Regions from separate parts of the Mus musculus genome. Here regions 1, 2, 3, 4, 5 and 7 are each linked to region 6. Evidence: chromatin contacts called from public ChIA-PET, Hi-C, Micro-C and promoter capture Hi-C data. All regions are on one chromosome and are shown on one strand. The core of a region is the stretch at or near the end of the contact, and the rest is flanking DNA. Distances in the headings are between cores, read along the strand shown.

Region 1 (3,026 bases), core at 480-2,979, 440 kb before region 6:
AAAAATACTTTCCGGATTTCTCACAAAAAAAGATACAATAAATATATTTCATGGCATGGTTGCTGTATATACTAAGCGTATACATAGCATTTCTGTTGTGTATACTAAGATTCATTCTGATTAGTGTCAACACAGAGAAAACGTATAAACAAACCACAACTTTGTAAATCCCTACAAAACCTTGTGTTAAGTTACAAAAATTGTGTGAATTTAAAGGAATATTTTAAATAAAGAACACTGTTCAGTCAAATTACTCTTAGAAAGTTAGCCTCTTTCTAGGCAGAATTAACCCACTCCTTGAATTCAGAACCAATTTCATAGTAACACAAACTTCTCGATGTGCTAGCTTCATGTTTTACACTACAGGTGATAAAAGTTCAGGATCTCAGATCTCATCTCTAAAGAACTAAAGCAACTCTTGCTTCTGCAATTGTACGGACCACAACAACGCTAGTTTGACTTTTGAAAAACATTTCCTTAACAGAAATGTAGAAACCATGTCACGATGGCCATTCGACACGTTTCTTTCTACATACTCCCTTTGTAACTTGAAAGTCCTCTGCTCTCTACAAGAACCTTGGTTAGCTGGCTGGCTCGCCCTACAGCTTACAGCACCGTGTCTGATCTGCCTTGCCTACAGAGGCGTTAAGCGTTGGTTTTGTTTTTAAAGTTGGTGTCAGTGCAGCTACAAACTTTTTTCAGCATCCCTGCCTGCCTGCCTGCCAACTGGAGCTCTGTTCACTTCCTTACCAACTTGAACCACCCCCAAACTAAGTAAACTCAGACAGCGGCAAGAGCTGACACACTTTCAAGAGGGGTTTGACACCGCAGAAAACTTTCACTTCTCTCTTCTCCCCTTCCAAGCCAGGCACTGCAGCCTTAAATTCTTGCTTCCTCTAGAATTCCCTTCTAAAGCCGGGCAAGGACACGGATGGCAGAGCATTCTAATGTCCCCGAAAGGAACCCCAAGAGCCATCTCCCGTGGACTCGAGTGCTGTTCTTTACACAAAAGAACCGGGCCGGCTCAGCTAAGGTGCTGGAGTCGCGGCCCTTCGGCGGCTGCCACCCTCCACCGCACCCGCAAGACGGTCTCCGGCCAGACAAAGCCCGGGCGGCCGGGCCAGCACTTTCAAGCCTCGGCCGTGGGCCGCCGCTCTTACCCGGGCCTCGTCCAGGGCGCCGCCGCTTCCCCCGGCCTTGGCCGCCGGGCAGCTGGCCGCGCGCGTCTTAGAGGAGCGGGTCCGAGAGGAGATGAAATGGCTGCTGCCGCCGGTCGCCCCCGGCTCCGCTCCGGCTCCGGCCCCGGGCCCAGGCCCGGGCCCAGGAGACTTGGACCCGAGAAGGCGCAGAGAGCTCTTCCGGGTGTTCACCATGGTCCAGCCAGGGGGACCGGGTCCACGCCGCGCCCGCCGCTCCCGGGAGAGGCGAGGAAGGCCGGCCCGCCGGCGGGCAGGGGCCAGCGGAGCCTCGCCGGGCCGGCTCGCGTTGCCTCTCCGGGACGCAGGCCCGACAGGCTAGAGCGGAGCAGAAGCCGGCGGCGGCGCGAGGAGGCAGGGAGCGGGAGGCGGAAGCGAGGCTGCAGGCCGGCCGCGCAGACCCTGCGCCCGCTCAGCGGTCCTCAGCGGGAGCCGAGCGGAGCCGCCATGTCTGCCCCTTTCTCTCTCGTTCTCTCTCTATCGAGCTCCGTGCGTCAGGTCTCTGGCGCCGCAGGGCCGACAAGGCCGCTTCTGGACGCGGCCGCTGCGGGGCGCTGCAAGGACGCGCAGCCCTTCCTTCTGCACAGGCCCCGCCTCGACGTGACGTCAGCATCGGCGGGAGGCCTGCGGGGAGGCGCTCTGGGCTGTGAACCCCACAGTGGCCAGCTTTTGCTGCCCTGTCTAGACTGGGGGATGGGCAGAGCCGGCCAGGGCGCAGGATGGGTTTCCGCGTGGAACGTAGTCCGGACCCTTCAACGCCTGGCCAAGACCGAGGACCCCAGATTCCAGACCCCTGCGGTGGCCTGGAGGACGCCAGGAACGGCCGACCAAGCGCGGAGTAGAAGGAATGGAGAGGACGGTGCGGTGCGGAGGGGTTCCAGTTGCCTAGGTACTTTGGGCAAGACCCCTAATGAACTTGGGCTGCACATTGCATGACTGTCCAAATGATAATGGCAATGAATGAAAGAAGTCCCTGCGGTAATCCACGCAAGTTAAACTAAGAAAAAACAACTCTAGGAACTCTGCATCCTTTTTTAAACTCACTATGGAGACCAGGCTAGCCTTGAACTCTGCATTCATCCCAAGCGCCAGGATTAAAGATTTGAACCACTGAACTCAAGTGTTGTTCCCTTTGACTTTAGCCAAGTCTACCGGAGGGATTTTGCAGCATCTTTTATCTCCATCCTACCGGTGTGCAGAATTAAGACAAAACACTTCCAAAGGAAAAAAAGTCAAAGTACTATGTAATTATTAAATTAATGTAATATGGAAAGGTCTGGAATTATAGAGGGAAGAATAAATGTTCATTTCAAAGCATCACAGTTTATCTAAGATAGAGAGCCTAGTCTTTATTTGGGCAGAAATTCCCCTGATTATTACACTAAAAAAGTGAAGAGTGAATAAAGACTAAATAGCTTCATAGTTATAACATTTAGCCATGTAAGACCCCAAACAAAAAATTAATAAGCTTTGTTCAGTCCTCACTATATAGAATGTACAGAGTAGTTGTGTGTATTTATATATATATATATATAAATAAGTAAATAAGTTCAAAGCCAACTTGGTCTACATAGTGAGTTTCAGGACAGGCAGAGCTACATAATGAGACCCTCTGATTCTCAAGAAAGCTCACCAACAAATGGACAAGAGATCAGTAAAGTACAACTGGTGGTAAGAAGCACGAGCCCCTACTTCAAGCAAGGACCTAAGGAACTCCTTTAGAGATACATTCTGAACTACAAAATGAGGGGAAATACATCAAAGAAAGAAAGAAAGAAAGAAAGAAAGAAAGAAAGAAAGAAAGAAAGAAAGAAAGGAAGGAAGAAAGGA
Region 2 (3,355 bases), core at 378-2,877, 390 kb after region 6:
TAAGCCTCATTTAATTCAAGAATTTTTATGGTTTTCAATCTTCGGGGACGAAAAAAGTTATTTCTAATATTTTCCCCTCCAATTTGATTGTGATTGTGTGTGTGTGTGTGTGTGTGTGTGTGTGTGTATGGGGTATCATTCCCCAGTGGTTATCCACGTTCCTTTTGGAGACAAGGTCTCCGTGGGACCTGAGGCTTGCTGATCAGGCTCCTTGGTCGGGGGTCCGGGGACCCAGCAGTCTGTGCTTGCCTACCACTGGGATTAGCAGTTTTCTGCAGGACTCCTGGGAACAGAACTGCTATTCACACTCACACTGCACCAACTCACAATATTCCCAACTCTCCTGCCTTTGTAAAACAGAGCTGGAAAATAGTCAATAGTCAATAAATGTTAATCTTCAGCAACTGTTTTGTTAACACATACATGAAGGTCCATATGTAGAACGGGAGCACGCTAAATTGTATAACAGCAATAAACACTTCCTGAGCATCTTCTAGCACAGAGCACTGGCTTACATAGTAGTATGCAAACGCTCCCATTAGAGGTCTTCTGCGTTTGGTTTAGTGAAGACTCCACTTCGGATGCCTTCCCTGTCTGTCGACCTTGGGAATTCTTAACCAACAGTTTCCCAACGTTAAGGGAAGAAAACGAGTAACTGGCATCTAAATTCATTTAGGAAAGGCCTCCCTTCCCAGATGAGAGGAAGTTTAGTAGCTAATAAGCAGCAAATGATACAGAAATGATACACTCAGAAAGATGGTATTTTTTTAAAAAAAAAGACTCCTCCGAGAAAAATGGACGTGACAATACAAAAAATTAAAAACACAAGATCTAGGGCTGTCAGTGCATGTCCCCTGAAACACACTAGGTTGTTGTGCTCTGGTGGTGGGAACATAGACTCCAGGCTGTTCAGGGCTACATTTTTTAGAATCTAACACCTCCCTGGCATCTCTTTAAACAGCAAGGCTGGCAACCACTCTCCCCAACCCGCAGGACCTCGTCCCCTCTCAGGGGAAAAACAGATTTGGTATGTAAACTGATCATTCGACATCGGAATCTAATTACTACCTTCAAATTACAATCAAAGATCAGAGGCCACCCTGACACCTTTTAGGGACAGTGACGTCAGTAAAGAGCCAGCAGCCCAAAGGTCAAAAAGGTCAAGATAGTTTTCCTCTGGAGGCCGCAAGCCCCAGTGAGCTCAGGATGCTAAACTAAGCAGAGAGGAGGCGGAGCTTCAAGCTTTTGAGTGGCGGCTCTCCTAGCCAATGGGAATGTCGCTCTCACAGCACGCGGAGGTCCTGCCCTCGCAGCACGCGGTACTCACTTTCCCCACTTCGGCGTTGCCCATGGAGATGACTTTGATGCGGAGGGACTTGGCGGGCTCCTTCCTCTTCGGCACGTTGGTCTCCATCGCCCTCGCTCTGCCGGGGCCGCGGGTTGTGGTGTCCTTACGCACCCAGCCAGCCTGGAGTCCCTCAGGCCTCCTCGCCCAATGACGGAGCCGCTGTGCTCGTCACCACCCTGGCTCCGCGGCTCGCCATCCCCACCGCTGCCTGGCCGCGGACGGACGAGGGCGGTTGGGAAGCGGCGAGCCGCGGAGGGCGAGCGGAGTCTCGCGATGACTGCGCGCCGTGACGTCATTGCGGGGCCCGGGAGGACTGGGTCTTGGGGTCCTGTTGGGCCAGTGCGGCCCGGTTGCAGGCGATTGGGGTTTCTTTGCCTGGCATCAAGATTGGTCTGTACATGGTGGCAGAAATAGAGCGGCTGTCACGGGGAGTTTTTGACATTTAGTGTAAGGCCCAGTCATGCCAAAGGCTTTTTTTTTCCTGGAATCTTCACCGATGGGTGCCTCTGCTGCCATCCTCCTCTCCGTCAGTACAGTGACTGCAGACTACAGTTTCTGCAGAGGACTGAGCCCAGGATCACAGTGGATTCTGCGGATGTCCCAGTCACCTAAAGATGGTATCCGAGCAAACGCACGCTTTAATTCTGGCACTCAGGAGGCAGAGGCAGGCGGATCTCTATGAGTTCAAGGCCAGGTGGAGCTATATTGTGCAATCCTGTTTCAAAATAAATATATAAAAACCTTTATGTATAAATTGTACATGTGTAGAAAGCTTTATGTAACTTATGCACATCCTCAGCCTACTTGTGTCATCTCACATTATCTGCCCCACTGTCTTAGGGTTACTGTTGCTGTGAAGAAACACCATAACCAAGGCAACTTGGGGAGAAAAGGGTTTAACTTGGCTTACACATCAAAAAAAATTTGGACAGGAGAGATAGGAAAGGAAGCTGGGGGCAGGAGCTGATGCAGAGGCTGTGGAGGAGTGCTGCCTAGTGGCTTGCTCCTCATGGCTCCGTTCAGCCTGCTTTCTTACAGAAGTGAGTTTCTTGGCTTCTACCCAAAACCCAAGAAAGCCAGCATAACTACTCAATACAAAGTAAATGCTATTACAATGTAAATATCATTCTTATGTAAATAGTTGTTAGTCTATATTGTTGTCCTTTAGGGAATAATCACACACAAAAAAGTATCTGTTTAGTACATAATCACCCCTCCCCTGATTATTCTTAATGGACGGTTGCTTCAATCTGCAGACAGCCTGCAAAGGCTTCATCGAAGAAGGTAGCATCAGATGAGAATTGGGAGTCTGACCCTGGTTCTGGAAAAGGACCTTGAACAAGACTCTTTCCTGGTTGAAAACCAGAGTTGCCTTTTGGAGCAGAGGCAGTGTGTGTGTGTGTGTGTGTGTGTGTGTTAATTTTCCCTCTCTGGCATCAGTCTAATGGCCCCCATCCTCAGGAGGAAGACTGGCTGGATAGTTCTTAAGGTTTGTCCAGCTCTGTGATGGTGTGGGATTCTCACAGCTGCCAACATCCAGGCTTAACCCAGAATCTTGTTCCCTTTCCCCTTACCTGACAAGATAAGGTAGATAAGGTAGAATCATAAATTTTACGATAACTTCTTATGGAAAGCAACTGTTAGAATGAAAGTCAGTCTGACAGACACACTATTCTTTTAGTCAATAATTTCAGTTACAGATGTAAACAGAGATTGACAAAGATGGCTGACAATTTCTCAGTAATCCCAAGGTGAAGGTTTCTGCTCCCACAGGGCTTTAAACATCTTAAACCAAGTCTGGGAAGACACAGTGGATGACAGTAGTTACTTTAAGTCAGTTTCAAGCATGCTTAATTTAAAATATTAAATGCTTTTTTTGAAGAAAAAAAAGATAGAACCTTTTCCAATAATTGGCATAACAATGTAATATGTGGCCCTGGGAAATACTGTAGGAGATGTAAACTGCTGTGTTTCGGCACCATCTGATCTGTTATTTCTCAGCTACTA
Region 3 (3,249 bases), core at 301-2,800, 340 kb after region 6:
GCAAATCAGCAAAGCTGAATCTCAACTGTCCACGCCTTCAGTGGAACTAGCCTGCTAGGCCGCAACACCACACTCCACACCACAGCGGCTATGACAACCGTCCCGGTTGTGTCCCCACTTCTGCCTTCTATGGGAGACCACCCTCCCTTACATCACCTATCTGCTGGTGATGCTCTGAGCTCTAAGGAAGAAGCAGGGTATCTAATAACCACGCCTTCCCTCCTTAAGCTCTTCACATAACCTAACAGGCTTTCATCTCTGTTCCCTTGGATCTTGATAACAGCCACTTCTGCATCCAGGGCAGACAGGATCCCCATTTGACTGAGAGCACTGAACCCCCACAAGTCAAACACCATCTGGAGTTAAGCAGAGTTTGCCACAAGCCGTCTCTTGACCTGGGTCATAGACTGGCTGAGCAAGACTTCCTCCACACCAAGATCCAAGGTGCTGTCACCAACTCCAACCAGGCACAGTTGGCTGAGTGGCCCCGAGGCCCAGTGTTCTTTCTCTAGGAAAAACACCATATGACATCGGGGTGCACACTCCCAGGGGCTGAGAGGTAGTCCTCTGAACTGACAACTGGGACCCCAAGGCCGCTCAGGACGTGTTCAACTCCTGGCATTGAAAGCAATCCCACCTGAGTGACACTTGGCTGGAAGAGAAGGAATACAATAGACAGATAGGGAGGAGGGTGGGACTCACCTCCCTCAGCAGCTGCATCCCTTCCAGCTCATCCTGCTGCTGCTGGGCCACAGTGACCCCCAACACAAGCGTGTGCACAACACAGGAGACCACAGAGATGATCACGATGGGGCTGAGGCTGAGGGGCAGCGTTATGAAGAAGGAGAAGACAAAGAAAGCCTGCCAACCCACAGTGTCACTGGCTGCGTGGGCCCGTGAAAAGTTCAGGCCCAGGTAGGAGAAGATCTGGGCCGAGATGAGCAGCCACAGCAGGTAGGGTACCACTTTGCGGCTCACTCGGTCCGGGAGCAGCCCCTTTTTACAGAGCACGAAAAGGATGATGTCCAACACCAGACCGAAGCCTGCCACCATGAGGGGCGCCAGCTTGTCGCTGGAGAAGACCACCGCGCACATCACTACCACGTAGCAGTCAAAGAGGGCCGCAAAGACCACCAGCACCAGCAGGGTCTCATGGCGCTGCCTTTTGAAGTAGGTCTGGTAGAGGTTCTCCAAGGACTCAGGCACGAAGGTCAGCCGCATAAAGCGAGGCAGGCACAGGCAGGACCCCGAGTTCCGCACAGAAATTTCATGGGTCCGGCCGACCCCGCGGTCGGGGTCAGAGGGCAGGCTGACCGAGTATTCAGCTGAGTACTCTGCCGAGTACTCGGGATCCGAGAAGCCCTGGTTCCTCGGCATGTTGGCTGCTGGCTGTTTCTAATGAGGAAGGGAGACCTGCAGGTCAAGCCACTTCACCAGGGCTTCGTAAGACCCGGGGAAGGCGGGGAGGTTCCTCTTGGTTATGAATGAAGGGCGTCCAACTGGAGCTGGAATGCTTAGTGGGTTCCCAGGACACAGGTGGCACCGAACATCTGCAACTTAAAAGGACATGGCTAAGGACATGGCGCCTCTTTCCTTGACCCAACCTACCCCTCATACAGATCCATGCTACACAAGCCTCCAACACCACAGCCTCCCAAGCACGCCCACACACTCAGTCCAGTCCACACCAGACACCCGGTTTCCTGCGTCGGGCTTCTGGAGGGGCCTAGCCATCTCTCCATTCCTTGTATGCCCGGCTCTATCCCTGACTTCCTCACCTAAATTCCCTTCAGGCCCACTGGCTCCAAGCTGAAAAGAAAACGTGCCTGGAAGGAGCCGGAGCGGTCCTGGGGATTCCCTCATCTCCCTTCTGTTTACTTCCTTTCCCCCACCCACCCCTGGGAGAATCCAGCCCCTTCCCAACCTCGGGCTCTGCAGCCTCGTGGAAGTCCATCCAGCCCTGGGTCGTAGCTTGGCGCTGACCTGTGCGGGAACTCGGGAGCCGCGCGCTCCAAACCGGGGCTGCGGAGCCAAGCCAAGTGGGCTTCAGCGAGCCGCAGGCTGCTTCCCGCAGTGCCGCCGCGCCAGCTCGTCCACCCGGAGCCTGTGCGCGGGTCCCCTCGCGGTCAGGCCCCGGGTCAGGCTGGGAGAGGCGCGAGGCTGCGGCTCAGCATCGGTGGGCGCAGAGGACGGCGGCGGCGCGCGCTGCGGATGGCGGGCCCAGGCCGGGGCAGCTTGCCAGCATCCTCTCCCCGCACGCAGGGCGAGCCAGCCGAGTCCGTGCGCTGCGCTCTGCACACTGATTCACACGCGCCGCAGGCCCCAGGAGGCGGGCGGCCCCTCCCCGCCTTGTCGCCGCCTCCTGGGCGCCGGGTGGAGGGGCCCCCTCGCTGTCCCCGGTGTCTCCCTCTTGCCAGCGCCCGGCGACGACTGCGTGGAAACGCCGAATTGGTGGCAGATAGAAAGGAACGAGGCGAATCTGCGCCTTGCCCCCAAACAGGCCGTGTTACGGAAGATCAAAGCCCGGGACGTATCTTCCCTGAAGGTGAGGCGTGCTGGGGCACCCCGGCCGCCCTTCTTCTACCCTGGCTTCCTTCCGGGGACAGGAGAGGCCTCGGGCTGAGGTTTGGGGGCAGCTCCCTGAGTGGGCGCGCCCCATCTCAGTGTCTCCGCCCACCCTGGCAGCCCAGACGTCAAGCGTGGGGCTTGATCTCTCTTCGAGGGAATAAGCAGCCGAAACTGGTGACAAAAGAGGACTGAAGTAGCTTGATTGGTGCCTGGCACGTGGACCTGAAAGAGGCCTTGCTTCACGAAGATCTCCAGTGCACATCCAACCAATTGGGATGTATTTGAGTTCTTCCTTAAAGAAGCAAATGCTCCTTTTGGACCTGTCCATCTCCTAAGCCGTAGCATCAATTATTTTCCTTGAATTTGACAGAACACCTTGTTAGGAGTGAAAGTCGTTTTAGAAGAAAATGTGCTCAAGGGACTGAGGACAGCCCTCAGCATTAAGGGATCAAGCTTTGGGGGCAGCTAAAGATGAGAGAAGAAAAACAGACACAGGGGATGGGGAGCTAGCGAGGGATGCCCTGTCACTCAGGGATAGATGTCCATTTAGAACTTCAGGCATACATTCACAACACCCAGGGAATAGTCCATCACTTAATTGGTCTTCCATTGCTGTGTGTATGGGTGTCCCTCAAATTGTCTGACAAGATCAGTACCCCCCACCCTGCACTCCCCATCCCT
Region 4 (3,260 bases), core at 60-2,559, 300 kb after region 6:
GATCTCCCTGCTTCCTTGGCTATCTCTTCCCCATCAATAGCTACACTGTTTGAATTCCTGGGATGGCTAATCCTAGCTCTCCTCAGCACAAAGCCAAGGCTCTCTCCAGGACTGCAGGCTCCAGGTTGTGGCTCACAGGATCTCTGCCTCCCTCCCTCTCCTGTTCCACTGTCCTGTGTTCCTGCCGATGGACACACCCCATCCCCATCTCCTTCTGTTCCTAGCACTGTGTTCCATGTGTCCTGTGGATTCACCCCAGGTTCTTTCCCATGCTGCCACCCTCCCCATGGCTTGCTGCTCACCACCTGCAGGTCTCCACTCCACATTACCTCAAGAAAGCTTTCCCTGGCCCAAGATACTGATACCAACTTCCGTCTACCTGTGGTGCCTGGTAAGTTCCTTTCCCTGCTCTGTAGCTCATACGGATGTATTTTCTGCCAGCCACCCCCACAGAATCTATGCTCAGAACCATGTCCTCGTGGAAGGTGGCCCTGGATACTAGTGATCTGAATTAAAATGTATGCTTACTCTGTTTGTGTGTGTGTGTGTGTGTGTGTGTGTGTGTGTGTGTGTGTCTGTCTGTCTGTCTGTCTGTCTGTCTACCTGCCAGTATATGTATATGCATGCAGAAGCCTGCAGACAAGAAGGCATTAGATTCCCCGGAGTTACAGGCAGTTGTGGGTCCCCTGACTGGATGGATGGGTGTTAGGACCATGAACTCAGGTCATCTGCAATGACGGTAGATGCTCTTAACCACTGAGTCATCTCTCCAGGCTCTCATGGACTTCTTAACCATCCTATTCTCTATTACCACTTCACAGAGAAGCTGGGGCTCAGAGCACATAAGTAACTTCTCAGGGCCAAGCGACAAATGGTTCAACTAGAATGAGAATCTATGTCTCACTCTGAAACCCAGCATGGTGGCTCATTCACACCTGTGATGCCCAATCGGAAGGCTAAGGCAGGAGTGCTATGAGTTCAAGGCTAGCCTGGGCCACAGAGTAAGACTCGTCTCAAACAGGAAAAATTTACAGACACTTGGCAAGGTAGTAAAAAGCCCAGGTTGCCATAGAGGATGTAGACATTTCTAATTATTAATTATGCATTTAATAGACTACCTGGATTACTAGCCACAGCCAGACAGGAGATGCTCCCAGCTGTGGCCACAGACCACAGGATATGCTGAAGGATATGACGCCAGCAGTGGTGGTCAAGACTGGAAAGCTGCTGAGCCAGCAGAGGCTCAGAAGACAGACTTCAGGTAGACAGGGCTTGGGAGGCAGGGCTCAGTAGGAGGAGTGGCTTAAAAGTGCTGACGTCATCACTGCTGCCTGGAGGAGTCACAGCACAACAGAGCCCTCCTCACCAGGAGCCCCCTCGCCCCAGCTGCCTGAAGCAGGGATGTGCCTTGCTAGGTTCTGAAATACTGGCATGAAGAACACCCTGTAAAGTCCAAGTGGTGGAAACTAAAGCCACAGAGAAACCAGTATTCATCGTACAACACGTACAACAAGGGGAGGCGCCTTCTGGCTTTCCTCACATCAAGGGATTTCAAAGCTAAAACAAAAGCTAAGGATATTAACTGTATTCAAGAGTGTTTCTGGCCCGACATGGTGGCGCACACCTTTAATCCCAGCACTCGGGAGGCAGAGGCAGGCAGATCTCTGAGTTCGAGGCCAGCCTGGTCTACAGAGTGAGTTCCAGGACAGCCAGGGCTACTCAGAGAAACCCTGTCTCGAAAAACAACAACAAAAAATAACAAAACAAAAAAAGAGTGTTTCTGTTTAGAGGCTAAAATGAAAGTGTATTTCCAAATTAAAATGAAAGTGTATTTCCAAATTAATGCTCTGTGGCCCTATCAGGTGACCCACCCAATTTCAACACTGGAATTTCAACACTGGGGATACTGAGGTCCAGTGCCAAGAGGAAGAGGCCACACCCCTGTGGAGAGAGGAGGTGCGCTGCTCTCTGCCCACACCAACCATCTTTCCCCACTGAGCTGCTCCCCAAGGAAGCAGGCCCATCACCCTCACCTCACTGTTGCCAGGACAACTTTGGGGTTGGTACTAGAAACCTGATTCTCCCCTCCCCCATGGCCTCCAAGAGAACAAGGCTCAAGGTTAAGGGGACTCTGTGCCACGCCCTAACAGCCGAAGGACTTGGGGCACGCAGTAAAGGTCAGAGGACAAGGATATTCAGGCACTGAGCCTATGAAGCAGTGCATTCTCCTAGAGTTCTCGGCTCTCGGAGGGAGAGAAACCCAATCCTGTGGCAAACAGGTAAAGTCCTGGCTCAGAACAGCAGCAGACCTCACATGAAGGATCAAGACCCAGGCAGAGGCAGGCTGAGAGAAGCAGGTTACAGCAGTGTTCACCTGTGTGGGCGCCACAGAAGTAGTGTCTCCTAAGCCATGATTCCCAGGGCACACAGCTAGTGACAGTGGACAGCTCTCTTATAACCCTGTACAGCCAGCATCTCCACTGGAGCCTGGATGCAGCTTCCTAGGTGCTGGGGTGTGGGGGCTGAGAGGAGCCCTCCCCCCCTCGCCCCCCCCCCCCGCCTTCTGAAGGATAGGGTGTGCCCTGAGGAGGCTCCCCTGTCACTTCTCCATGCCCCTCATTCCTCCTTCTTTATTTTCCGTGCCTGCTAAGTGTTTCTGGGGGTGATTCAGGTACTTCATAATTCTAAAGTTTGTGCCTGGCAACAGGTGTGATGTTCTGAGTGCCTCTGCTGCCAGGTGCCAGTTGGGGTGCTTAGCAACTCTCAAGGTCCCAAACGAATCCCCAAAGTAGGTCACATGGGAGTCACAACAAGTAATGGAAGTTCTTCCCTCTGGGCCTCTGGCTCCGCACTAACATGCCCATGGAGCTGAGGGGAGACTAGAGAGAGACCCCAAGTCCACTCGGATATCTACTCCATTCAGCTACTGGACCACCCACGATGCCTGGCCTGACTCCCCTTTCATGCCAGAATCATGCTCAGAAAGACACATCAATAAGCCTTTGGAGTTGGCAGACACAGCTCTGCTCTGCAGGGAAGCAGGGGCCAGGGCCAGGCTATGAGGCCAAACTACTTTGTTCCTCGCCTTTCTTGCCTACTTTCTGGCTCCACCCATCTGTCACCTGAGGCATGCCTCCCTTGTATGAAAGAGCTGGGCCACCTCACCCCTTCCTAGGAGCTATAACTCTGTCCGCCTTCATCCCAAGCAAAAAGCTGGAGACCTCCACAGAGACAGTACTAAAGGGACTGCACCCAGAGAC
Region 5 (3,189 bases), core at 453-2,952, 410 kb after region 6:
ACTTAATTCTCAAAATAACCTTTCCAGACAAACTAGGATTCCTGACTGGAACTAAACCAGGACAGCTGGGACACACAATCACCTCTGTGGTAAAAGGATCCTTGCCTTTTTTCCCCAGGAGTTCCCATCTGACAGAAATCTGAATTTGGATGGATGGTATGCATGATACCATGTTACCAATTATAGGACCTGTATAATTACAACAACCTTTATAGTCATGGTGAACACTTCCTTTCAAAGGAATATCAAATGGACTGCTGGGCTGATGTAGAGCAGAGGCTTGGTAAAGACGGTCTGTAGAGAGGCAAAGCACGCACACTCTGGTTCCCTCACTCTCCTCATCTTCCTCACCAGGCTTCATTCTCCTCCTCTGCTCCTCTCCCTCCCTCCCACTCTTTCTTCCCTTTGCTGCCTGAGCCTCCACAGTTTGAGTCACAGGCTGCCTCCAGTCTTGAAGGCGTGATCATTAGTCAGGGATGTGGGCTCAGCCTTCCTCTGGCTGTCTGGAGACATCTGGGGAGCTCACAGGGAAAGAACTCAAGCAGCTGGCATAACCTGTGTGCTTCGGAGTTGCGGAGCCTGAGGGCGGTGACAGCAGCAGTGACCAAGCCAGAATCAGCACTGGTTGCTGATGCAGAGGCTGATGCAGAGGCTGATGTAGATGCTGCTGCTGCTGCTGCTGGCCATACAGGGAGGGAGGAGCAGCAGCCATCCAGAGACCCAGAATGTGCCTGTAGTAAGCAAGGGGTTGAGTGGAACAGCTGCTAGGCTAATGACATCCTCAGGGACCAGGGACAGGCAGGAGATAAAGGGCAAGTTCAGCGCCTGCAGCACCCATACCAGCCTTCATTCCCCTCCTCTCTGTCGTCTCAGTTCTCTGAGTCCCCGCCACCCCTGGTTAAGCTCTCTGGCTCTACTTAACACTGGAAGTGAGGTCCTGCCCTGGCATCCCCTTTGCTCACATTGTATCAAAGTGGGGCTCAGAGGAGGCGGTCAGGATTGCTCTGAATCCTGCCTTGTGGCACAAAGGCGATAAGGAGGCTCTCCTTTCTCCTGGGCTTCACATTCATCATTTGTCATTCCAGGTCGCCTTGGGGCAGGTTTTTGAAACTTAGGTCGGTCCCCTTCAGCATCTTCTTCAACTAACAGTCGACGCCGGAACTGGGAGTAAAGGGAACATAGGCCTGGGTTTGGGGCTTAGTTGATAAAGTGTTTATCTAGTACACAAGAAGCCCTGGGTTGGACCCTGCCTGAGCTGGGCGTGGTGCCTGCAGTTCCAGCACTGAGGAAGTAGAGGGTACAAAGCCATGCTTAGTTGTATGGCAGGTTTGAGGCTAGGCAGGGTTGAGGCTAGTCCGTGTGGGCTATGAGAATCCTTATCTTTTTGTTATTGTTGGTGGGTTTTGGTATTTGTTGTTGTTGTTGTTTGTTTGTTTGTTTTTTGTTTTCTTTTGTTTTCTTTGGTTTGGTTTCTTGAGACAGGGTTGTTCTATGTAGCCTTGGCTGCCCTAGAACTTGAGCTGTAGACCAGGCTCTCCTTGATCTCACAGAGACAGATCTGTCTGCCTCTGCCTTCAGAGTGCTGGGATTAAAGGTGTGAACCACTATCCCCAATGAGATACTATCTTTAAAAAAAAAAGTGTGGTGGTTGTTATGGTGATGGTTGTCATGGTCCTTGTGGTGGTGGTGTCTGCAAGACCTGGAAGGGTGTGGCTTCCTACTGTTGCAGGGTAGAGCTATGACTCCAGGCTACAGGGTGGACTCCAGAAAGAGTCTGAGGAAATAAATTCTCCTTATTTCCTTCCATATGTCTGCATCATTCGGAGGCAGAGTTTCGCCTCTTCCCTAGGGATGAAAACCTGTGGCAATTGTTTGAAAAATGGAGGTCCAAGCTTTGAGGACCTAGAGGAGGAAGGTGGGTGTGACCATCTCCTCACCCCAACACAGAGACCTAAAAGCTCTTACAACCTTCATCTTTGTATCTCTGAAGCAGACATTTGAGGAGACTAGCGGTTTGTCACGGTGTTCCTCACCTTTCTGTGCCTGGACGCCATCTTTTTGCACTGGTTTCCTTGTCAGGTTTACTTCTGCCCAGGGAATTCTGTGCTCCACACACTCCATTTGAGGCAACAACCACATCCCCAGACCTTGAGAGCATGTGCCTTCTTTGTCCTTCCATACTTCCCAACTTTGGTTCTCATGGGACGGTTTCTCTCAACGAATAGTTAGGAGAAAAGCATCTAATTAAACTAATTCAAATTACAGTCATGAAACCCACTCTCTTTAAAGAGCTTGGCTATTTCCCCTCCTAAAAAATTTCCCATGTAGGATGCTCAGCTGGGCTAGCAGGACAGAATCATGTTCTCCCCACTTTCCTCTCTGACAGGGTCTTCATTTAGTCAGATTTACTCTGAAATGTACTTGTAGCTCATAGTCCAGGCTTTTCCTTAACTATTAAAATATCTTCCTACCTCTGCCTCCAAAGTGCTGGGTGATGCTAAAGGCATGCATCATCACAGCCCACCAAAAATATTTAATGGACCGCTGGAACAGAAACAGGTGACAATCCTGGCTCTTCGCCATTCCCAGCATGCCGCCTAAGGCTGTTTTGCTCATCTGGAAGAGACACAGGAGTCATGAAGATGAGCATGGGGCCCCGAATATACTCTCTCCTCTGTCTGAGGCATGCAAGGGACAGCTCAGATAAATGTACTGTCTTCCTGGCTGGCACCAGAGTTCTCGGTAGAGGTGGGGCGTGCTGGAGATGAACTTGGGGTTCTAGAGATGATGTTGGTGCAAGCCTCTGCATGGTTCTCAAGGAGCAAGAAAGAAGCCAGGTAAAGATGTGACGATAGACATTCTTAGCCCTAGAACTAGGGAGGCTGGAGCAGGGAGATCTCTAGATGGAGACCAGCCTGAGATATAAGGCAAAACTATCTCAAAAGCTTAAAATTTTTTATTACATGTATGTATGTATGTATGTATGTATGTATGTATGTATGTACCTATGTATGTGGATACATGTGAGTGCACAAGCAGGCTATAGTGGGATGTAGACAACTTGGAAGAGCCAGTTCAGTTTTTTCCTTCCACAATGTGGGCCCCAGATATTGAACTCAAATTATCAGGCTTAGCAGCAAGTACCTCTAGATATTGAGCCGTTTTCCTGCACCACACCCCCCCCCACAT
Region 6 (2,881 bases), core at 248-2,747:
ACTTGGCTCATTTGTAAGCACCAGAGGGCCGGACAATGCACTTTGCACAGGGTAGATGGTATTAGACCAGGAAACAGACTCCACAGGAGTAAACTAAGTAGAGATAGAGACCTTCAAGCACTTCAGCTATTAATAAGGCTGTGGATTGTGCAGGTGGTACTGTAAAGAAGGTGAGGACAGGAGCTAATCAAATGCACTAGGGTACTGACTTTGATAAGAATCAACGGAATGAACACAGGGATGGAAGGATGACTGCATAAAGGAAGGCTGAGTATGGTCTGCTGGCTGCTTTATAACTATGACCAAGACAGGAAGATGAAGGCAGCACAGGGCACTCAGCAGTAGTAGGGTGAAGGTACCTGCTTTGTGAAAGAAGTCACAGGCTGTCTCAGAGAGGGCCAGCGAGATGTCAGGTTTGACTTAGGGAAGGGACATGGAGGACTTAAGGATTTTCACAGGCTGCTTTGGGGCATCCAATGCAGGATGGGAAACAGCAGAAAACAGCATCACAAGTCAGCTAAATGAGGACAAGAACTCAGGGAAACAAAGATGACCGCACAGCACTTCCACGGCCAGAGAGAACAGTGAGTGGTACATTGCAGGTCTTGGGATAAGAGCTGCTTTCCAGATAAAGTGATCAAGGCTCAAGGAGCTGTCCTGTGGCTGCTTGATTCCTCCGGTGACAAGGAACACTACTTTTGAAAGTAGCATTTCCATTATAGAAGAAAAAAAAGGAGGTTAAAAAAAAAAAAGATGTGGGTCCCCCCTAGAGGGAAAAGATCTGTGAATGACAGACATTTTAGTCAATTCATGCAATTGTAGAGCCAGACACTGTCAGTCAGATCTTTTCATCTGCAAAAAGAAAGGGGGCAGATGATCTTTCTTTTCCGTTGTCTAATAGTCTGTGAAATCATCTAGGCAAACCACCTCTCAAATCTTACAGAACACAACACCAACAACAAAAACGAGGCCCGAGGGATGTCTCTTACTCAAAGTAAAACAACTCGCGAGTGGAAACAGGCCCAGGTCAGATTCCTCTGGGATCCCCAGGGCCTTCAGGTTGCTCCCCAACTTTCCCTAAACTATAAAGAACATCTAGAGGCCATAGGTCCCACAGCCCGCTCAGGGACGCTAAGGGACACTCTGGGGTTCGAGGCTTCCTGGCAGCAGAGAGAACTGCCCCGTGGGGAGGGTCCGTGCGGAAAGAGTTCGGGCCTCCTTTCTCACACTTCCTTAAGACTTCGGGCCCCGGCGTGCCTGCGGCCGGCAGAGGGCGCGGGGCGGCTTCACGCTGCGCGGGGCTGGAGGGGTCGCGCTGCCCGGGGCGCGCCGTCGGAGCCAGAGGGCAGCGGGGCTCTGGGCCTGTCCGCGGAGGGGGCAGGGGTGAGGGCGGAGCCGCGAGTGGGTGGGGCGGGGCTCGAGGGCGGGGCGCTGCGGGCGGGGCACGGGGGCGGGGCCGCGAGCGGGGGGGCGGCGGCGGCGGTGGCAGCGGCGGCAGCGGCGGCGGCGGCGGCGGCGGCAGCCGTGGAGGAGGAGAACATGGCGGCCGCGGAGAGCGGCTGAAATGCCTGTTCTTCAGGCCGGGCGAGCGGGAGACTGACGCGATTCACCTCGTCCTGTCGTCCGTCGGTCGGAGCGCGGCCTCAAGCCCTTCGGCTGCAGTTCGCTGCTGTTCCCTCAAGCACAGCTTGTGCCGGGGTGGTTCTGCATCCCCCTGAAGTGGGGGGACTCCTGCTCCGGAGGAGGGGGGCCGGAGAGCCGAGGCGGCGGCGGCGGCGGCGGGCCGCCTGGGCCCCGGGGACGGGCGCCGGGCCGGAGGAGCGGCGGAGTCCGCGGCGGCGCCGCCACAGTCGCGAGTGAGCGCGGCGCCGGGGAGCGCGGCCCAGAGGCGGCGGCGGCGGAGGCAGGTGAGTGGCGGCGGCGGTGGCGGCGGTGGCGGCGGTGGCGGCGGGAGCCTCGCGGTGGGTGCAGCTGTCACGAGCCGCGCGGCCGCGGCGGCCCTAGGGGGCGGGGAGCAGCCGGCGCCCTCCGTCCTGGCTTTGCTTGCTCTGGGACCCATCTCCCGCTGCCACTTTTCTCGAGTTCCCTCGCTAGCCTGGCGCGGCTGCAGGGGGCGGAGGTCGCAGCTGTCACGGCACCAGCTGGGGGCTGCTCGGGGCGAGCGGCGCGCTGCAGAGCGCCGTCCCTGCGGCGCACTCCAGTTGCCCTAGTTAGTGGAGTGCGAGCATCCGCGGAGGGCGCGCGGCCCGGGGCCGGGTGGGGAGCGGGCGCCCGGAGCCGCCGCCGAAAGGGGGAGCCGGAAGTAGGCGCGGGCGCCCCTCGGCCCCGACGAGCAAGCACGGTGACCTTGGCCAGCCTGTCAGCCTCTCTGAATCTTGTTCACTGGGACAGCGAAATGGGGGCGACCTAGGCATGCCTTTCTGTGGGTGCAGCTTTCGACGGCCCCTTTGCCTAGCCTGGCTGCACTTGCCTTTCTCCCTTTGGGACCAGGATTTCGGAGGTAGGAATGGGCGGATAAAGGAGATTTTCCTCTTGCGGCTGGAATTTGGTCCCTTTGGAAGGTTCTGCTGAAAGGACCTAGAAAGACAAGCAGCACACGTTGGTCCAACGATTGTAGGTAGGGCTGGTTAATGGTCAGTGATGGAACTTGAGCTCTCCATAGTCGCTTGGAAGAGACTCGGAGAAACTGGACACCGGGGTCCTCGGTCCTTACCACACCTCTGCGGTGGCTCGTTTAATTTTATTTGTATATACATTAAAACAAAACAAAACAAAACAAAAAGCAGTCACTCCCATGGGCCAGACACCCTGTAGTGTGACGTTGTTAGAGGAAGACGGAGGGATTGACTGTGTGTGACAAGGACAAGCCCAGGTGCTGTGG
Region 7 (2,959 bases), core at 143-2,642, 290 kb before region 6:
AGAACTTCTGAAAATTCTTGATCTCTGCTGTGGCCTCATAACACTTTATTGCCAATCTGTAACACTGTGTGTGTGTGTGTGTGTGTGTAATCCATGAGTTGATATTAGTAATTAAGATAGCAGAATAAGAATCTGTGCTTACCCGTGAGGTTACCAAAGAAAGCAGGCATATGTATGAAATTGTTGCCACAGAAACTATCGTACTTTGTGAATTTATCATTACTCAATAAATTCTGACATTGTTGAAACATGTTCGGATGTTACATAGCTTACAACACATACATGAAGATAACATATAAAATCCAACACTCTATATGCTAACCTAAAAAATATTTTTAAGAAGCTTTCACCCTTACACTAAATCCTGGTGATGTCACACACAGGGTCTTTTCCTGGAGTTTGATGAGGGCTGCGCTGTCCACGTGTTTCGTCCCCAGCAGGGTATCTAACAGTAAGTTCTGCAAGTGACTCATGCTTCTTCGGCTCTGAACCAGAACCTGCAGCTGAAGACTCCACGAGGGACAATACAAGTGCTTCTTGTGTACGTTCCAGCTTATTATCAGTGTGTGTCCTCTAAAACGGTGGACGAGTGAAAATAGTGGTCCATCATCCAGGGTTCACCAGTACTCAGAGGGGAAGAAAAACTATTATAGAAAAATCAGAATTCACAGAATGGTTTATGAAGGTGAGTTTGAAAAAAAAATCAGAGCCTCAATATTTTTATCTATTTAATGATTTACCTGAGATTTAAAAACAAAGGTCTATGCCTATTATTTTGGGTACTCTAAGGGCAGGAAGGTCACAAGTTCAAGGCCAAAGAGACCCTGTCTTAGAAAAATAAAGATCTGCGAATAAGTCCTCCATTCAATTCTCAGCTCCGCAAAAATGAACAAACAAATAAATAAAAGTAAAATAAAGTAAAAACAAAAAAAAGCAACCAGTTATCCACAAAATCTCAAAACCACTCAAGGTGCACCACCGATTTAAAAAAGATACTCTTTTCATTCCTCCTCCTTGGCCAGCATCAACGCTGTAGACAAGACACCGGTCAACAAACCTGAGCTCTAAGACCACCTTGGAGGCTCTTTAGAGCTACATTTACTGCTCATGTGCTGCCATCTTGGACGGCCCTCAAAGGGTCAACCGCCACAAACACTCTTTTGCCGCAGGTTCCTAGTAAGGCGAACGACTCTCTCCCGCCGCTGCCTTCGGAGGACTAATTGATGGGAGGCCGGTAGCCTAACTGAATCCTGAGTCCTGGAGGCCGGGAACTAAACACAGAGTAGGGGCTACAAGAGGAGACGAGGCTCCGCTAGGGGCGGGCGTAGCACGGATCTGAAAAGCTGATTGGCTGCGATAGCTGCCTGTTAGCGCGAGACAGTTCCACTGCCTCCTTTTCGACTCGCCTCGCTCCCAGGCCAGAGGGCTGCACTGCTCCGTGCTGTTCGGCGAGGTGCGCGCGCGTTCTCGTCTTCCCGCTGGCCGAGGGGCGCGTAGGGGTGGCGCCGCGTCCCAGGAGACAGAGGTCCGAACGCCCGCGCGTTCCGAATCCAAGGTCTCGGGCTGAGGCCGCGGGCTCACTGTGGTGCGGAGAGCCGAAGGGCAGGCCCACCGCCAGAGGGGGCTGAAGGACCTGTGGAAGCCTGCGCGGCAGGACGGCCCGCGCACGCGGTCTGTGTCGGAGCCGGCGAATCGCGAATCGGGGGCCCGGTACTCCCGGGTGAGCGGGCCTGGTACCCTAGATTCATCATGGGCGCAGACCCACAAGTCTTCTTCTCCCTCACATGCAGGCCCCGGGGAGGGCTTTGGATCTCTTGGAGCTTGAAGGTCCCAAATTCCCTTCTTTCTCTAAGTTCATTTGTCAGTAGCTTGAAAGCGGCAACTCATCAGCATTCATGTCATATCAAACCTAGAAAACTGCTGGGAACTAGATTCCTAGCCAGGAGGGCTTCAAGAGAGCCCTGTTTCAAGCCAATTGGAAGGGACACATGGACGGGCAGTTTTCCAAGACTCGTTCCCTAAGTGCCCAAGGTCATGAGTGTTGATTATTAAACCGCGGAGAAAATTACTGTGAATTTTAATTACAAAATAAATGCTATTTTAGCTTTTCTAGGGACTGTGTTACTTGATGACCACAATGAAAAATAGGAGCCAAGATGATATGGTGACGGGCACACTCCCCAAGCTCAAGAGCTCCAAAGAATGGTTGGAACCACAGTCGCTTTCTTTTATGGAGGTACAGTTGTATGACTGTTGAGGTCCTTGCTTAGAGATGTGCCTTGTGCATAAGTTTTATTTTTCTTTCTATTTTACTCTATTGGATAGAACCTATCTATCCCCATTAACTCTACTAACTTTGTTACTTACTTACTTTGCTCTTTAAGAGCTTAAAGTAGAATCATATACCATTGATTATAAATTTTAACAATATAACAAAGCTGATAAAAACCTACTTAAAGCCGGGCGTGGTGGCACACGCCTTTAATCCCAGCACTCGGGAGGCAGAGGCAGGTGGATTTCTGAGTTCAAGGCCAGCCTGGTCTAGAGAGTGAGTTCCAGGACAGCCAGGGTTACACAGGGAAACCCTGTCTCGAAAAACCAACCAACCAACCAAAAACCCCTATTTAAACCTGGATATGTTGTATTTTTCTTCCTAAAGAGTTTTATTAAGGTATAATTGGTGTAAAATAAATACACTTGAAATGCATAACGATAAATTTTAACGTGTGTATGTTCCTGAAGCCAGTTTTACACATCAAGATAACAAATACATTGACTGCTCCCAGTTTTCTCATCAAGTTCTTTTGGAGTACCCCCTCACACTTCCCTCATTTCCTGTAACCATTCTGTCATTATGGTTTTGCTTATTTTAAAAAAATTTTATGCAGTGAAAACTTATGTATTCTTTTTTGGTTTGTTTCTTGTTTGTTTGAGACAGGGTTTTGTTTGTTTGTTTGAG

The links. Promoter capture Hi-C pulls out the DNA fragments that hold promoters and counts their contacts. A called contact is a pair of places that touch in the nucleus more often than the background predicts. ChIA-PET counts read pairs in DNA pulled down with a chosen protein or histone mark.
Region 1: a contact with region 6 is called in an RNA polymerase II ChIA-PET map of memory CD8 T cells, with 21 read pairs. The contact joins the promoter of Atad2b here to the promoter of Ncoa1 in region 6. A contact is called at or near these places in 3 of 39 promoter capture datasets (liver and pre-B cells), 4 of 484 Hi-C or Micro-C datasets (CD4 T cells, the HL-1 cell line and embryonic stem cells) and 1 of 115 datasets of contacts at active chromatin or transcription factors (memory CD8 T cells).
Region 2: a contact with region 6 is called in a promoter capture Hi-C map of pre-B cells, with 3 times the contacts expected there. The contact joins the promoter of Dnajc27 here to the promoter of Ncoa1 in region 6. A contact is called at or near these places in 16 of 39 promoter capture datasets (the 3T3-L1 cell line, 3T3-L1-derived adipocytes, the HPC-7 cell line and 10 more), 5 of 484 Hi-C or Micro-C datasets (CD4 T cells, the HPC-7 cell line, embryonic stem cells and 1 more), 1 of 115 datasets of contacts at active chromatin or transcription factors (memory CD8 T cells) and 2 of 9 other capture datasets (adipose tissue and liver).
Region 3: a Micro-C map of embryonic stem cells shows a contact between it and region 6, with 3 times the contacts expected there. The contact joins the promoter of Adcy3 here to the promoter of Ncoa1 in region 6. A contact is called at or near these places in 12 of 39 promoter capture datasets (the 3T3-L1 cell line, 3T3-L1-derived adipocytes, the C10 cell line and 9 more), 7 of 484 Hi-C or Micro-C datasets (CD4 T cells, CD8 T cells, the HL-1 cell line and 1 more), 7 of 115 datasets of contacts at active chromatin or transcription factors (T-cell acute lymphoblastic leukemia, embryonic stem cells, memory CD8 T cells and 2 more) and 1 of 9 other capture datasets (liver).
Region 4: a contact with region 6 is called in a Hi-C map of embryonic stem cells, with 3 times the contacts expected there. The contact joins the enhancer-like site here to the promoter of Ncoa1 in region 6. A contact is called at or near these places in 4 of 39 promoter capture datasets (embryonic stem cells, hippocampal neurons, maxillary cranial neural crest and 1 more), 2 of 484 Hi-C or Micro-C datasets (the N1E-115 cell line and embryonic stem cells) and 2 of 115 datasets of contacts at active chromatin or transcription factors (both in embryonic stem cells).
Region 5: an RNA polymerase II ChIA-PET map of memory CD8 T cells shows a contact between it and region 6, with 5 read pairs. The contact joins the enhancer-like site here to the promoter of Ncoa1 in region 6. A contact is called at or near these places in 7 of 39 promoter capture datasets (the 3T3-L1 cell line, the HPC-7 cell line, HPC-7-derived erythroid cells and 4 more) and 1 of 115 datasets of contacts at active chromatin or transcription factors (memory CD8 T cells).
Region 7: a contact with region 6 is called in a Micro-C map of embryonic stem cells, with 5 times the contacts expected there. The contact joins the promoter of Fam228b here to the promoter of Ncoa1 in region 6. A contact is called at or near these places in 5 of 39 promoter capture datasets (fetal liver, frontonasal cranial neural crest, hippocampal neurons and 2 more), 1 of 484 Hi-C or Micro-C datasets (embryonic stem cells), 2 of 115 datasets of contacts at active chromatin or transcription factors (astrocytes and embryonic stem cells) and 1 of 9 other capture datasets (adipose tissue).

Annotation. Positions count from the first base shown.
Region 1 is chr12:4,916,056-4,919,081 of GRCm38.p6, reverse strand. It overlaps Atad2b (ATPase family, AAA domain containing 2B), which reads right to left and starts at 1,729. Exons shown (of 28, transcript NM_001362349.1): 1 at 1,161-1,729. The coding sequence starts at 1,373.
Region 2 is chr12:4,080,846-4,084,200 of GRCm38.p6, reverse strand. Dnajc27 (DnaJ heat shock protein family (Hsp40) member C27) reads right to left here and starts at 1,627. Exons shown (of 7, transcript NM_153082.4): 1 at 1,328-1,627. The coding sequence starts at 1,414.
Region 3 is chr12:4,132,454-4,135,702 of GRCm38.p6, reverse strand. Adcy3 (adenylate cyclase 3) reads right to left here and starts at 1,550. Exons shown (of 21, transcript NM_138305.3): 1 at 703-1,550. The coding sequence starts at 1,377.
Region 4 is chr12:4,178,715-4,181,974 of GRCm38.p6, reverse strand. The region is part of intron 2 of Adcy3 (adenylate cyclase 3); the gene reads right to left. Among named protein-coding and RNA genes, the nearest start is that of Adcy3, 46 kb to the right of the region's middle. Within about 2 kb of position 1,309, at least 28 of the 459 cell types and tissues checked have an H3K27ac peak or open chromatin away from gene starts, as enhancers often do. A contact at or near this core is called in embryonic stem cells and stem cell-derived epiblast-like cells, where this site is marked.
Region 5 is chr12:4,064,169-4,067,357 of GRCm38.p6, reverse strand. No RefSeq gene overlaps it. Among named protein-coding and RNA genes, the nearest start is that of Dnajc27, 17 kb to the left of the region's middle. Within about 2 kb of position 1,702, at least 39 of the 459 cell types and tissues checked have an H3K27ac peak or open chromatin away from gene starts, as enhancers often do. A contact at or near this core is called in memory CD8 T cells, where this site is marked.
Region 6 is chr12:4,475,798-4,478,678 of GRCm38.p6, reverse strand. Ncoa1 (nuclear receptor coactivator 1) reads left to right here and starts at 1,497. Exons shown (of 23, transcript NM_010881.2): 1 at 1,497-1,907.
Region 7 is chr12:4,767,667-4,770,625 of GRCm38.p6, reverse strand. It overlaps Fam228b (family with sequence similarity 228, member B), which reads left to right and starts at 1,392. Exons shown (of 7, transcript NM_175431.5): 1 at 1,392-1,720; 2 at 2,105-2,236. The coding sequence starts at 2,129. It overlaps Pfn4 (profilin family, member 4), which reads right to left and starts at 1,331. Exons shown (of 4, transcript NM_028376.4): 1 at 357-1,331. The coding sequence starts at 473.